Linked DNA regions of Mus musculus: all the other regions are linked to region 3. Evidence: chromatin contacts called from public HiChIP or PLAC-seq data. All regions are on one chromosome and are shown on one strand. Each heading gives the region's core, a stretch centred on a gene start, on an enhancer-like site or on the middle of the called end of the contact. The rest is flanking DNA. Distances are from core to core; before and after follow the strand shown. Region 1 has its middle 15 kb from the start of Gm30489. Region 2 has its middle 59 kb from the start of Gm30549. Region 3 overlaps F13a1 (coagulation factor XIII, A1 subunit).

Region 1 (4,140 bases), core at 1,411-3,910, 160 kb after region 3:
ATTTTGAAGACTTACTGGCTCTGCCTGCTAGCCTAGGCCTAGTCCTAGAAGCTTCTAGCCTCTGTACAATTTTATCTAGGTCTAGAATATTTTCAGCCTCTGAGACTTAGAGCTGAGTAAACTCACCCTTTCTAGCTCTTTCTGAACTCTGCCTGGCTAGTTCAACTCAAATGGCTCAAACTCTTCTCTAAGATAATTGATTCTGTCTAGCATTTTTCTCAGCCTCTGACTGAATTGCTCTGCTTCTCCTCAAACTAACTCTGGCAATTTGTTCTAATCTTGTGGCTCCTTCTCATTCTATGGCACGTTTTGTTGTCACCTATGTCTAGCTCGTTCTCTATTCAATCTGACTCTGCAAAGATCTATCAGCAAAAGTGCCTGCCTCTCTTTTTCCTTCTCTGCACTGCTCTCTTAGCCTCCTTTCTGTTCTCATGAGAGTTGGGAATATTCTATTCTGTCAAATCTGTCTATGATTCATCACTTTGTCTGTCACTCAATTAGACGTCCCTTTCAAACATGGCTGCTTTCTTCTACAAGCTAACTTTACGTTCACTGTTTGGGAATTAAAGGTATGTACTAAGGGTTTGCCTGTATTCCAGCCAGATGAATTAAAGGTGTGTGATAAGATGGAGCCACACCACAACTAGAAACAGGGTTTTTTTTTTTTTCTCCCAATAATCAACACAATCTCCGGGATCCCAGTGTGATCAAATATCCTGCAACAATAAGCAATCCATATTTCCTTTGATAATCTGGAGTACTTGTTTGTCATTTGAATTCCAGGATATTTGCAGCCAGTTTCCAGATTATTCACTATGTCAAAGATTCGCCAGTGACTTTCCTTTATATAGACTGCACACTGGAGCCCTAGGTGGTGAGGATGAAGCAGGGAGTGTTCAGCATCACTAACGTCATGGCACACTTTCTGAGAAAACAGTTCCTTGGGTGACTTTATCGTTGTGTGAACACTAAGCCATGTGATTAAGTAAACCAGAACCAACCGCACGCCAAGACCATATACAGCTCACTTCTTCCTTCCCAGTCCTTCCTTGCAGAACTGCAGAGCTTGTCTTGTTGCTCAGTACAATAATTGACAGTCTCAGCCAGCATTACCTTCCCACTAAATTAATAAAATGTGTCATTGTAGGGGAGTTCTTGGATTTCTATGTTCTTCCATCTTGTTATCTTGCATGACTGCTGGGTTTGTTTTCTCTTTTGCTTATTTGTTTTATCCACTTATTGCACTGTTTGGCATTGAGCCCAGGGCATTGCACATGCCAAGCAAATGCTCTATCACTGGGCTACATCCTCAACCTCAGATGATTGGATTTTAAAAAATATTTGTCCTATCTTGAGATGATCACGTAACTTCTTAATAATCTATCTACATACTAAGCTGCATCAACATATATTTCTATTAGACTACTAATGTCAAATAACTGTCCATCCCTTGGTTTGGAGGTACTGTCACTTTATTTAAGATTTTTCCTGTGTGCTGATAAGTGAGAGCTTTGCATACATCCCTCATGCACAGTGCCCTTGACCGATCTTTATAACAAGATTATACCAGCCTCATAAAAGGAACTGGAGAATTTGCCTTCTATTTTAGTCAGTGGAACACATTATATAAGGCAAGAATTATTGGTTCCTTCGTATTTTATGAGAATAATTAATGAAATAGTTTGGACCAGTATTTTTAAGGGGAAATAGTTTAATTTTTTTTCAGATTTTTAAAGGCATAGGACTGGTTATCGCTGCTTCTTCAAGCAGATTAGCAGGACTTATATTTTTCTAAGAATCTATTTCACTGAACCTTCAAACTGTTAGACATAGATTGCCTTAGATCTTAAAATGCACAATTACTAGACTTAAATTCTTTTTTATTTCTAATGTCACTTTTGGTGACATTGTTAATCATAAGGCTCTATATTATTTAAAGTTCTTTTTTTCCTTTAAATAAGTTATTTTGCAAATAACTTGTTTCTCTATTTTAATTTCTGTGTTTGATTCTTTCATTCTTTGAATTTATTCTGTTCTTGATTTCCTAACTCCTTGAGATTTATGCTATTTTGTGAATTTTCAATTTCTTTTTCTTTTAAACTTCATTTAAGAATGTGGTTATATCTCAAAATACTGCTGTGGTAGTTTGAATGAGAGCAAGCCCCATAATCTCATATGTTTAAATACTTGGTCCCTAATTGGTGAGAGTGTTTGGAAGGGATTCAGAAATATAGCTTTATTGGAGGAGATGTGTCACTGGAGGCAGGATTTGAGGTTTCAAAAGACCACACCCATTCCCAATTCGTATTCTCTCTCTCTCTCTCTCTCTCTCTCTCTCTCTCTCTCTCTCTCTCTCTCTCTCTCTCTCTCTCTCTCTCTCACTCTGCTTCACAGTTGTGTCTCAGGATGTAAGTTCTTAGCTACTGCTCCAGTGCCTTGCCTACTACTCTCTGCTTCCTTACTCCCTGCCAGGAGAATCTCTCACCCTCTGCAACTTTAAGCTTTAATAAGCTTTGTCTTCAAGAAATTGATAATGATAATTGATAATGGTATTTTAGTACAGCAATGAAGCATAAGTAAGACAGCAACTCTATAACATTGAGAATTTTAGTTGATCAAAGCTGTTTTCACTCCTTTCTAGAGATGCTTGGTCTTCTATTGTGACTTCTACTGACAGAAATCATTTGAATTTGTGGTCTCTGTATAAATGATGGTAGTGTCTTTCTTTAACTGATCTGTAATTTTATTTATGACAGAATATTGATATAGATAGATAATCTGCATGACCTTTTCAGTGTTTCTGAAACTTTTTATTTAGCTTTTACTGGTTCTTTGTGAATTTCACATCATGCACACCAATCCCACTTATCTCTTCATCTCTTTGTACCCACACTCTGCCCTTGCAAAAAATCCCCAGCCCCAAGTCAGAGGGGAAAATCTCATTGCGGTCGCTGTAATGTGTCACAGTGTGTTCCACAGTGTAGTCCTTGGTTCACTCTGTTTTACTTACAGATGTTCATTGCAGTGAGTCACTGGTCTGGTTCAAGGTTCTGGTTTCTGCTACACTATCAATATCCTGTAAACACTTCATAGTTGGATTTGGTGGAGTTTTCTTAACCTGACTTAAGAACCTCTGGTTTAAATATATTTTTAAGTTCCATGTTTTAAAGTCACTGTTAATTTAAACTTACTCTGATCACCTTTCCTGCCCACTTAGCCATGATATTTTGGCCTCTTTTCTATTCTATTCTTCCTTTTCATTTATCAATATTGATTTTCAACTCCTTTTTTTCCTTCCTCTACCTTTATGCAAGTGAGTGTTGTGTTTTTATTTTAATAGTTTAACTTTAAATGTGTACTTCTTAAGACAGATTCTCTCTTCTTGAACAAACCAAAGACCTTGTGTAACCTAGTCTGTACCATCTGACACACAGGCAAAAAGAAAGAAAAAAAAGGAAACAAACAAAGAAAGAAAAGCAAACAGAAATTGAATCATAAACTGTGTTTCATTTGGAAAATCAATAATTTGAGAGGACAGTGGATTAACATCTTAGAATATGGCCTCTAACTGGCATGTTGTACAGGAAGAGAAAGCAAAGACCACTGGTCCTTTTAAAGCCTAGTGGTGTCCTTCTGGTCAGTTGGCTTTTCTGTTGACTATACTTTCTATCCCTTTGTCTTTGCATTCCCCTAAGCAGTCAGCTACTACATGTGTTGCATGTATGGGGCTGTGGTAGAGATGACTTGTGTCTAGCCTTACATTATTGTCCAATCTCTTACTCATCATTGCTCTCACATTCAGCTCCTTCATCCTCTGTTCATTCATTTCTTGGCCACAAGTTATCTCACATAGACTCATTTGTTTAGTTCGTTTTAGTTTGAAAATATCTCCATTTTTGTCCACACATTTCAGTGCTTGCCTTTCCATGTGTGAACCTCTACTCCAATCCTTATTTCCTTTTGTCCCTTTCAACTAGTAATTGACTTCCAGCTCCTTTTGTAATGATGAAATATCTTTTGAAACTCTGCTATTGTTCTTTTATAGGAATTTTTTTCTGATGATTTAGGTTTTTTTCCTTTGGTTTTAGCACACATGAATAATTTTACTATGGTATGCTTGCTATAGGTAGGCTTATTTTT
Region 2 (3,945 bases), core at 203-2,702, 170 kb before region 3:
AGTGGGCATCTTGGCAAGGGTTGTTTTATTTTTAGTAGTGAGAACCAAAGTTTATTTGAAATAGGGGGAAGAAATAACAGGAGAAGAGATGGAGTAAAAAGCATAAAAATATTCATATGGAGGATGCAATAAGAGTGGACTAGAATCTAGAAGTGAGGTGAAGAACAAGTGAGGGCTTATCATATTGAGATTGTATGCCAGTGTATACAAATGAGGATTGCTCAAGAGAGTTGGAAAATGTGACCAACATATGAATCAGAATGGGAGACCTTTGAGACTGTTGTCACTGTGGAGATGGACAGAGGTAGCAAGTCCTTCATGGTATTCAATATCCTCTCCTTCAGGAGGCATTCCCTGATATGTATGCAGTGCAAGATGGAGAGCCTCTGGGAAGCACTGGCCACTGTTGTTGTTAGCACTAAGCCCTGTTTGTGCTTCCTTTTCATTTTTAAACCTTGCCTTACTGTAAGACACACCCAACTCAAGCAGGGATCATGTCTGCCTTAATCAATGCCTAGTCACCATCTCACTGCAGATAACTAAACAAATATTTATTGAGTGAACGAGTCTATTGATTGACAGAATAAAAGAGCTTGCTAGTCATTGCTTCATGTGATAGGGAAGTTCCACTCTGACAGGTTCAATCCTATGGGCCATAGCCATCACATACATCATTATAGAGCAGTGGTTTTCAGCTTTCCTAATGCTGGAACCCTTAATACAGTTCCTCAAGTGGTGGTGACTCCCAACCATTAAATTATTCTTGCTGCTACTTCACAACTGTAGTTCTGCTACTGTTATGAATCATAATGTAAATATCTGTTATGAAGATGATCATAGGCAACCCCCTGTGAATGGGTCACAACCCACAGGTTAAGAATCACTGGGATAGGGGTTGCCAGGCACCAGCTCTGGGATTTTAAGTGTGTACTGCATGCTTAGCTTTTAACATGGGTCCTGGGAATCAAACTCAGGAATGTAAGTTTATGTACCCAACACTCGAGTGACTGACCTGTCTTCCCAGCCATACCAGCCACCCCTAATAGAGAAACTTAACTTTTCAAGTGCATTATCTTGGCCAAAGACAGTTTCACTGGTGTGGTGGCAACAAAAAGTCTCTTTGAAGTGGAAAAGGGGGCATGATCAGAAGGACTTTGCAGGCCCATCCATTAGTTCCCCACTAACCTCCTCTTTAGATCTAATTCTACATGATTCTCCCCCTCTGCCCCCTGCCCCGCTCCTAATTTCCCCAACATCATCAGCAAACATTTGAAATTCTGGCAGAAGTGAAAGAAACTACAATAGTTGTACCGATAGATTGATTAGCTTCCCTTAGATTTCCTGGTGGACAGGTTTGTTAGCTTTCGTTGGTAGCCGTTCAAACACCTGCCACTCAAGGGTTCCGGTACAAGAGGGAGAAGCAGCCTTTCCTCCAGCTAGCTTGCCTGTGAACTCTCTGTGGGTGTGTGACTTTACAGAAATAGAACGGCTCTGGCGGTTACTTAGGATTGCAACACAGCGAAACGTGAAATTGCTTTGCAGCTGTTCTTTGCAAAACGGACCCATTCAATACGGTCTTATTTTTTTCCATTTAAGATTCCTAATGACAAGGCCAAGTCAGTTGGCTTCAGTGAACTGAGCTGCATCAGGGACCAATATTTACTGGCCTTCAAGCAGGTGCCTATTTCCCTGTTGAGACCCTGGTCAGGTCCAGGAGCTAAACTGAATAGGATTTTGGAATGATTTGGCATTTAGCTATGGATATTTTGATTTTCAAGTCCAATATTTTCCAACTTAATGCAGTTTTGCATAGATTTACTGGTGGCTTAGGAATTTAGTTTCTTACTCTGGGATGGGGTCAGTATTTGCTCTACTGATAGCTTGATAGCATATCTCAGCACCATGTAGTGTTTTAGTTTGAATAGGGCTTATTACTTTCATCTAAACAGCAGTATGGGAATTGGTTTGTCCAGCTAATGCAATAGCCCAAAGGCTAGCAATCCCATTTGGAAAGCTTAATGTAATATTTATTAGATTCTGGAGATTAATGTAGTTAATTCTTGATTGTCTGGATGTGGTTTATAAATATTATCAAACTCTCTCTTTTCAGATTCTGGGCAGTAAATTACACCAGAAAAGCAAATTTCATAGTAAATGAGCTATTTGATATGCACAAATCTCCTTGTTCAATATGCACATTTTAGAATTTTATTTTGGTTCACTACTGGAATATTATCTGATCAAAATAAAACATAAAGGGAGCAGCTTGATATAAAGAACCCCTCTTTGGATTGAGGTCCCTGTACCACTACTGATCATTTGTGTGCTATTAGACAAGCAATATTTAGGCATTTTGAACAAGTTTGGGCATGCTCAAGCTCAAATATGGCGTAGTTAAAACACCTGTTCTCTATCTGTCTCAGGACTATTGTGAAGTTAACAGAAAGCTGAATCTTGTTTAACTTCCATGTCATCTTTGAAAATGCTATGTAGTTGTTAAATAAAATGTACTTGTTGCAGAGGATTGCCATATCTGGCCTCAATGGGAGGGGAGGTCCTTGGCCCAGGAGAGGCTCGATGCCCCAGTACAGGGGGATGCTAGAGCAGTGAGGCAGAAGTGTGTGGGTTGTTAGGTGGGGGAGCACCCTCATAGAAGTAGGGGGAAGAAGGGATGGGATAGGGAGTTTTTGTCGGGGAAACTAGGAAAGGAGACAACATTTGAAATGTAAACAAATAAAATAACCAATAAAAATAAATTAAAAAGTGTACCTTGTAAACTCCAAAGAAATACACACATATATTAGGATTTGCATTGTTTCATAATCAGTCCTTCCTATTCTTCTTCTTCTTCTTCTTCTTCTTCCTCCTCTTCCTTCTCCTACTTGACTCACTTCAGTTAAAATTTCTCCTCTCCCTTCTTTCCCCCTTTTTCCTCCTCCTCTGCTTCTCCTTATAATAGAGAATGAAATGCTGTTTGTCAAAGAGTTTAAAGCCTGTTTCTGACACGCAGAACTAGTGAAACTGTTGGGCAGTGGGACTTGCACCACTTGCTGCCTCAATCATCCCTCCTCTCGTGCACTGTTCACACACATACTGTGCTGGTTAAGATTCTTAACTCGACCTAAGCTGGTCCTTGAGATGAGGAGCCTCAATTGAGATAATAACTCCATCAGATTGCCGGTATGAAAGTCTGTAGGGCATGTTTGTTTGTCTGTTTGTTTGTTTGTTTGTTTAAATTAACAATTGATGTATGAGAGTATGAGAGCCTAGTTCAAGGGGATTGGTGCTACCTTTGGCAGATGACCCTGGGTGATATAAGAAAGGGGGCTGAAATGTCATGGGAAATAATCCAATGAGAAAGGGTCTTCTATGGCATCTGCTTAAGTTCCTGCCTCTAGACTCCTGCTTGAGTTCCTGTCCTGACTTTCTCCCATCATGGTCTAGGATATGGACGTGTAAGCTAAAGAAACCCTTATGTCCCAAGTTGTTGTTAATTATGGAATTTTATATCAGCAAACATACTAGTACATCACTCAGTATGACTTTGTTACAGAGTCGGTTCAGTGGTGATGTTACAAGTTCAAGATGTGGTCTACATCTATGAACAAAACTATTTTAGAGAAAATATTGAAAGATTCATATACCTTTGGTAATATACCATAGCTTGGCTGTTTAATAATATCAAGAAAATATGAAATTGGATTCCTTCCCTGACCCACATGTCCTGCAGTAGGAGATTAGGAGAAAGGAGTATATTTTTCTGTTTCCATGGAAATGGACTTGATCAGAAAGGCAAGACACAAGCATTAATCACCTAGATAGGAGAATATTATCCTCCTACAAGAGACATGTTGCTATGGAGAAGGGGCACCAGTATGGTGGCCAGACACCAAGAAAGAAAAATAACAACTTGGGATTTTTTTTTGTTGTTGTTCAAAAGAAACT
Region 3 (3,827 bases), core at 371-2,870:
TGGCTAAGGCTGGAGAGTTGATTCAATATAGAGTGTATATACCAAGTTCAATTCCCAACACTACATCAGGAAGCCTACAAGTGACTGTAACCTGAGCTCCAGGGGATCTGATGCCCTCTGCCAGCCCCCAAGAGCATCTGTACTCATGTGTACAGCACCCCAAAACATGTATACAAATAACAAAAATGAATCTGGTATGAAGAAATAAACACTCAGTAAAACCCTAGTTTCTTTGCAACGGGACCACACTGCAGAACCTTACCTCTTATGATGTGGATGTTGGTTTCTCCCTGGAAATATTGTAAGATAAGTGAGCGGCTAGTCGTCACTTCCATCACTTACACAAGCAAGAAAACAGGATGGTGAGAGCTTGTCAGTGATAAAGCTTTTGCCAGAACCTAGGTCCACCGACTCCACCTGTGAATGCATTCTCCCTTTCGCATGACTCACTGTAGGGGACCCCAAGACATCTGCAAGAATGCAGGGATCAGGTTAGGAAGTTAACTAAAGGACTACCTGGTCCTAAGCTGTACTGTATCCCTCGCACTCAGACAATCATTGGTACATAATGAGCATCAAGTCTGGTCCAGGTGCACAGTATTACTCAGTTATGGTAGGCCACATTTATCTCATAGGAAGATTGAATGGAGAACATCGTTATATTGCCAATGCCTTTACATCTTCTAAAAAAAAAATTCTCCCTGGAAGAATTTTATCTTCAATTTTGTTTTGTGAATCTTTTGAGTCAAACAAAATCAGTTTTGTTGACACATAATTACATGGCCAGGAAAGATATAGTATGTATATTCTGACTAGGTGCTAAAAATAGAGACTCTGACTTTATTAAGAACTGAGTTACATGGAAATTTAAGATGTGCTGGGTCTTACAACATGAAAGCAAAACCTAACATCTAAGGACAGCTTGGGGCTGGAGGCACAGCTTAGCGGTAAAAGCTTAGAGGGTCTCCTTAACATGTATGAAGCCCTGGGGAAGGAGCATTCAACCTCTGACCCCCAAATAATAAACATGTGTATTTAGATGCATAAAATAAAAAAGTTTTGTTTTCTCATGTTATTTGCATGGTGTGATGAAAAGATAATTTAGTCCTAAAGCCTTTGGCAATATCTGGAGGTCATCTTTGTACAACACATACCAGATCAGTTTTCTACATGGAAAAGAAGCCACCCTTCTTTTTTTTCTTAATTTTTAATTCTTTTTAGTTCCCCTTAGAAGCAACCATGACATGTTGCAGTGAAGAGAAGCAAGAAGAAGGAGTGATAAGATATGAACTGTCTCCCTCTTATTCATTCTAAAATAACACAGTCTTCAACCTGGCCTTACACACTCACTGTGCATACTTCCACCAAATGCAGAAATCACAAGCCAATCCAAAGCAGCACAGAGGAAAGCAAAAGGAGACAATCTAACCCACACTGTCTGTGGCTGCCTCTGACCAGGCATAACACCAATTTAAATTGCCTCAAAATGGCATTAGCTCTAAAGAGCCTCTCTCTCTAAAGTTCTAATTTGGAAAATGATCATCACGGTTACACAGCCTGGTACCAGGGAGATAAAATCTGCATAGAGAATAATGTGGTTGAGGTTTGGTTTGTTTTCTGGAAGGGATGACCTTGGGTGTTAAAGGAGATAGGTACTGCTCTGAGCAATTTGAAGTGGTAGCTCCACTTCCCCTTAGTTCCCCATGCCACTCTTCACAGTATAGAAAGTTCGATAGTTGAGAAAACCTCTTCACCCCTGTTATCCCCTTTAATCCTCAAAATAGCTTTTGTGAGTCTTTCCAAAATCTGTTCAGCTGTAGTGATTTATAAAGCTAAAACAAGGAGCCTCCAGAACTGGCTAAGATGGTGATGCATAGAAAAACAATTTTCTGATCATATAGACAGACCCTACATGATCACTGGAAACACACAGTGGGATTTCAGCATAAAGTTAAGTAAAGAACAAAGGTATATGTAAAGGGAGCAGATCTTCTTATTTCCCAGTTAAAGATTTTTCTTAAGATATGAAAAGATGCATTTGGAAGCTACAACAAGGACATATTTGAAGCTGGACGAATCCAGCCAAAATCAGACTTCACAGTTAGATGGCCATGTTGTTCTCCTGAGCTGGCCCCCAACCTCTGATAGCTTCGTGTCCATTTCCAATGCATCTCATCCCTGCCACTGAACAGATGCGCTAGAACAGAGGTGCATGAGATGGGTAAACATTTCAGGAGGGCCACACAGACTGTGCATGGATTCCAGAAGATGCATATGATCTGCAAACCCTTCCAGAGGACCACAGATTCTATGCATAGATTCCAGGGGATGCATATGGCCTGCAAACTCTTCCAGAGGACCACACAAACTATATATGAATTCCATTTCATACACAATGGAGTCACTGCACGCAGAAGCTTCCTGATGCAGCTGCTCCTGGAAACCATGAGGAGAAGCAGCCTAGCTCTGGCTGGACACTTGAAGAAAGTAAAACAGGCATCAATATAGCACAGGAGTGCATGACTGGAGCCCCAAAGACAAACTGGCTTTCTGTGGTCATGGCACATAGATTGGCAAGGAGATGGCAGGAAAATGGCTATGTATGAGGCTATAGGAACACAGAAGTGATAACAAGCTTTCAAATGATAAGATAAATAATGAGTTTGGCTTTTCAGACAACTTTCTGATGAAAATCTTTGTGGTACAGTCTATCCACCCTCAGATGGCTGCTGTACTGATAGTGTGTGCAATATATTGCCCAACAGCATCCCTGAGCCTCTATTCAAAAATTCCATGAACACACCATAATATGCCAGCTGAAACATTGAAGAATGTCTCCAGATATGGCCAAATGTTCCTTGGTGTATAAATCCCCCTAACAAAGATGGAGTCTGTGCTCAGTTTTCCTACCTATAAAATGGAGGTAACACCTTCTTCTTGCCTGCATAATAGGCTTCGTTCAATTCTGTTTTCCATGCTTTGCTGAAGAGACCAGGGAAATTGTTTTGCATAGGAGGGCCTGTAGCTGTATCAGGAGACAGAGTCCTGGCTCTGGTTCTGCCGTTAGCCATGTGAATCAGGGAAGAGCACTTAATTCCAGGACATACTTCTCTTCCTTTTTCAAATGAAGCTTTCTCTCTTTAGCCAAACACCTGAAATTCCCATGTGCCTTAGTAAGGGCTTTATTTCTGTGAAGAGACACCATGACGATGACAACTCTTACAAAGGAAAACATTTAATAGGGGCTGGCTTACAGTTTCAGAGATTCAGTCCATTATCATCATGGCAGGAAACATGGCAGCATCCAGGCAGACATTGCACTGGACAGTTCAGAGTTTACACCTTGACCTGAAAGCAGCTGGGAGAAGACTATCTTCCACCCTGGGTGGAGCTTAAGCATAGGACTTGACACCCACTTTCATAGTGACTCACTTTCTCCAATGGCCACACCTACTTCAACAAGGCCACACCTCCTAATAGTGTCACTTCCCATGGGCCAAGCATATTCAAATGACCAAACAAACACTGTTAGCAAGATCTATTTTGTTCTTCTAATGAACATTTTCTTATTTTTTTTTATATATTCAGTATCTGCTCCTGTTATTTTTATTTGCTATTGCTTCCCTTTGATGAGAACACAGGGAGAATTGATAAGTATCTGGAAGTCAAGAGACACTGGTCTTTCCCAAAGGAAAGAACAACCTAAACTCCTATAATCTTGCTGACTGAGCCTGAAATGTTATGGTCACACATGGATGAAGTTTAATTTAAAATCACCTAAGTAATGAATGCTACGTTTTACTAAGTTATATTGTAGATTCTTTTAA

The links. HiChIP or PLAC-seq counts read pairs in DNA pulled down with a chosen protein or histone mark.
Region 1: a BATF HiChIP or PLAC-seq map of CD8 T cells shows a contact between it and region 3, with 37 read pairs. The contact joins two enhancer-like sites. A contact is called at or near these places in 1 of 15 datasets of contacts at CTCF or cohesin (CD8 T cells), 2 of 484 Hi-C or Micro-C datasets (CD8 T cells and group 2 innate lymphoid cells) and 3 of 115 datasets of contacts at active chromatin or transcription factors (CD8 T cells, Th17 cells and effector CD8 T cells).
Region 2: a BATF HiChIP or PLAC-seq map of CD8 T cells shows a contact between it and region 3, with 5 read pairs. The contact joins two enhancer-like sites. A contact is called at or near these places in 1 of 484 Hi-C or Micro-C datasets (CD8 T cells) and 2 of 115 datasets of contacts at active chromatin or transcription factors (CD8 T cells and bone marrow-derived macrophages).

Annotation. Positions count from the first base shown.
Region 1 is chr13:36,806,976-36,811,115 of GRCm38.p6, reverse strand. No RefSeq gene overlaps it. Among named protein-coding and RNA genes, the nearest start is that of Gm30489, 15 kb to the left of the region's middle. Within about 2 kb of position 2,660, at least 29 of the 459 cell types and tissues checked have an H3K27ac peak or open chromatin away from gene starts, as enhancers often do. A contact at or near this core is called in CD8 T cells and Th17 cells, where this site is marked.
Region 2 is chr13:37,128,373-37,132,317 of GRCm38.p6, reverse strand. No RefSeq gene overlaps it. Among named protein-coding and RNA genes, the nearest start is that of Gm30549, 59 kb to the right of the region's middle. Within about 2 kb of position 1,452, at least 66 of the 459 cell types and tissues checked have an H3K27ac peak or open chromatin away from gene starts, as enhancers often do. A contact at or near this core is called in CD8 T cells, where this site is marked.
Region 3 is chr13:36,963,619-36,967,445 of GRCm38.p6, reverse strand. The region is part of intron 6 of F13a1 (coagulation factor XIII, A1 subunit); the gene reads left to right. Gm30489 (a long non-coding RNA gene) reads right to left here. Exons shown (of 6, transcript XR_873245.2): 5 at 263-470. Among named protein-coding and RNA genes, the nearest start is that of Gm30240, 24 kb to the left of the region's middle. Within about 2 kb of position 1,620, at least 5 of the 459 cell types and tissues checked have an H3K27ac peak or open chromatin away from gene starts, as enhancers often do. A contact at or near this core is called in CD8 T cells and Th17 cells, where this site is marked.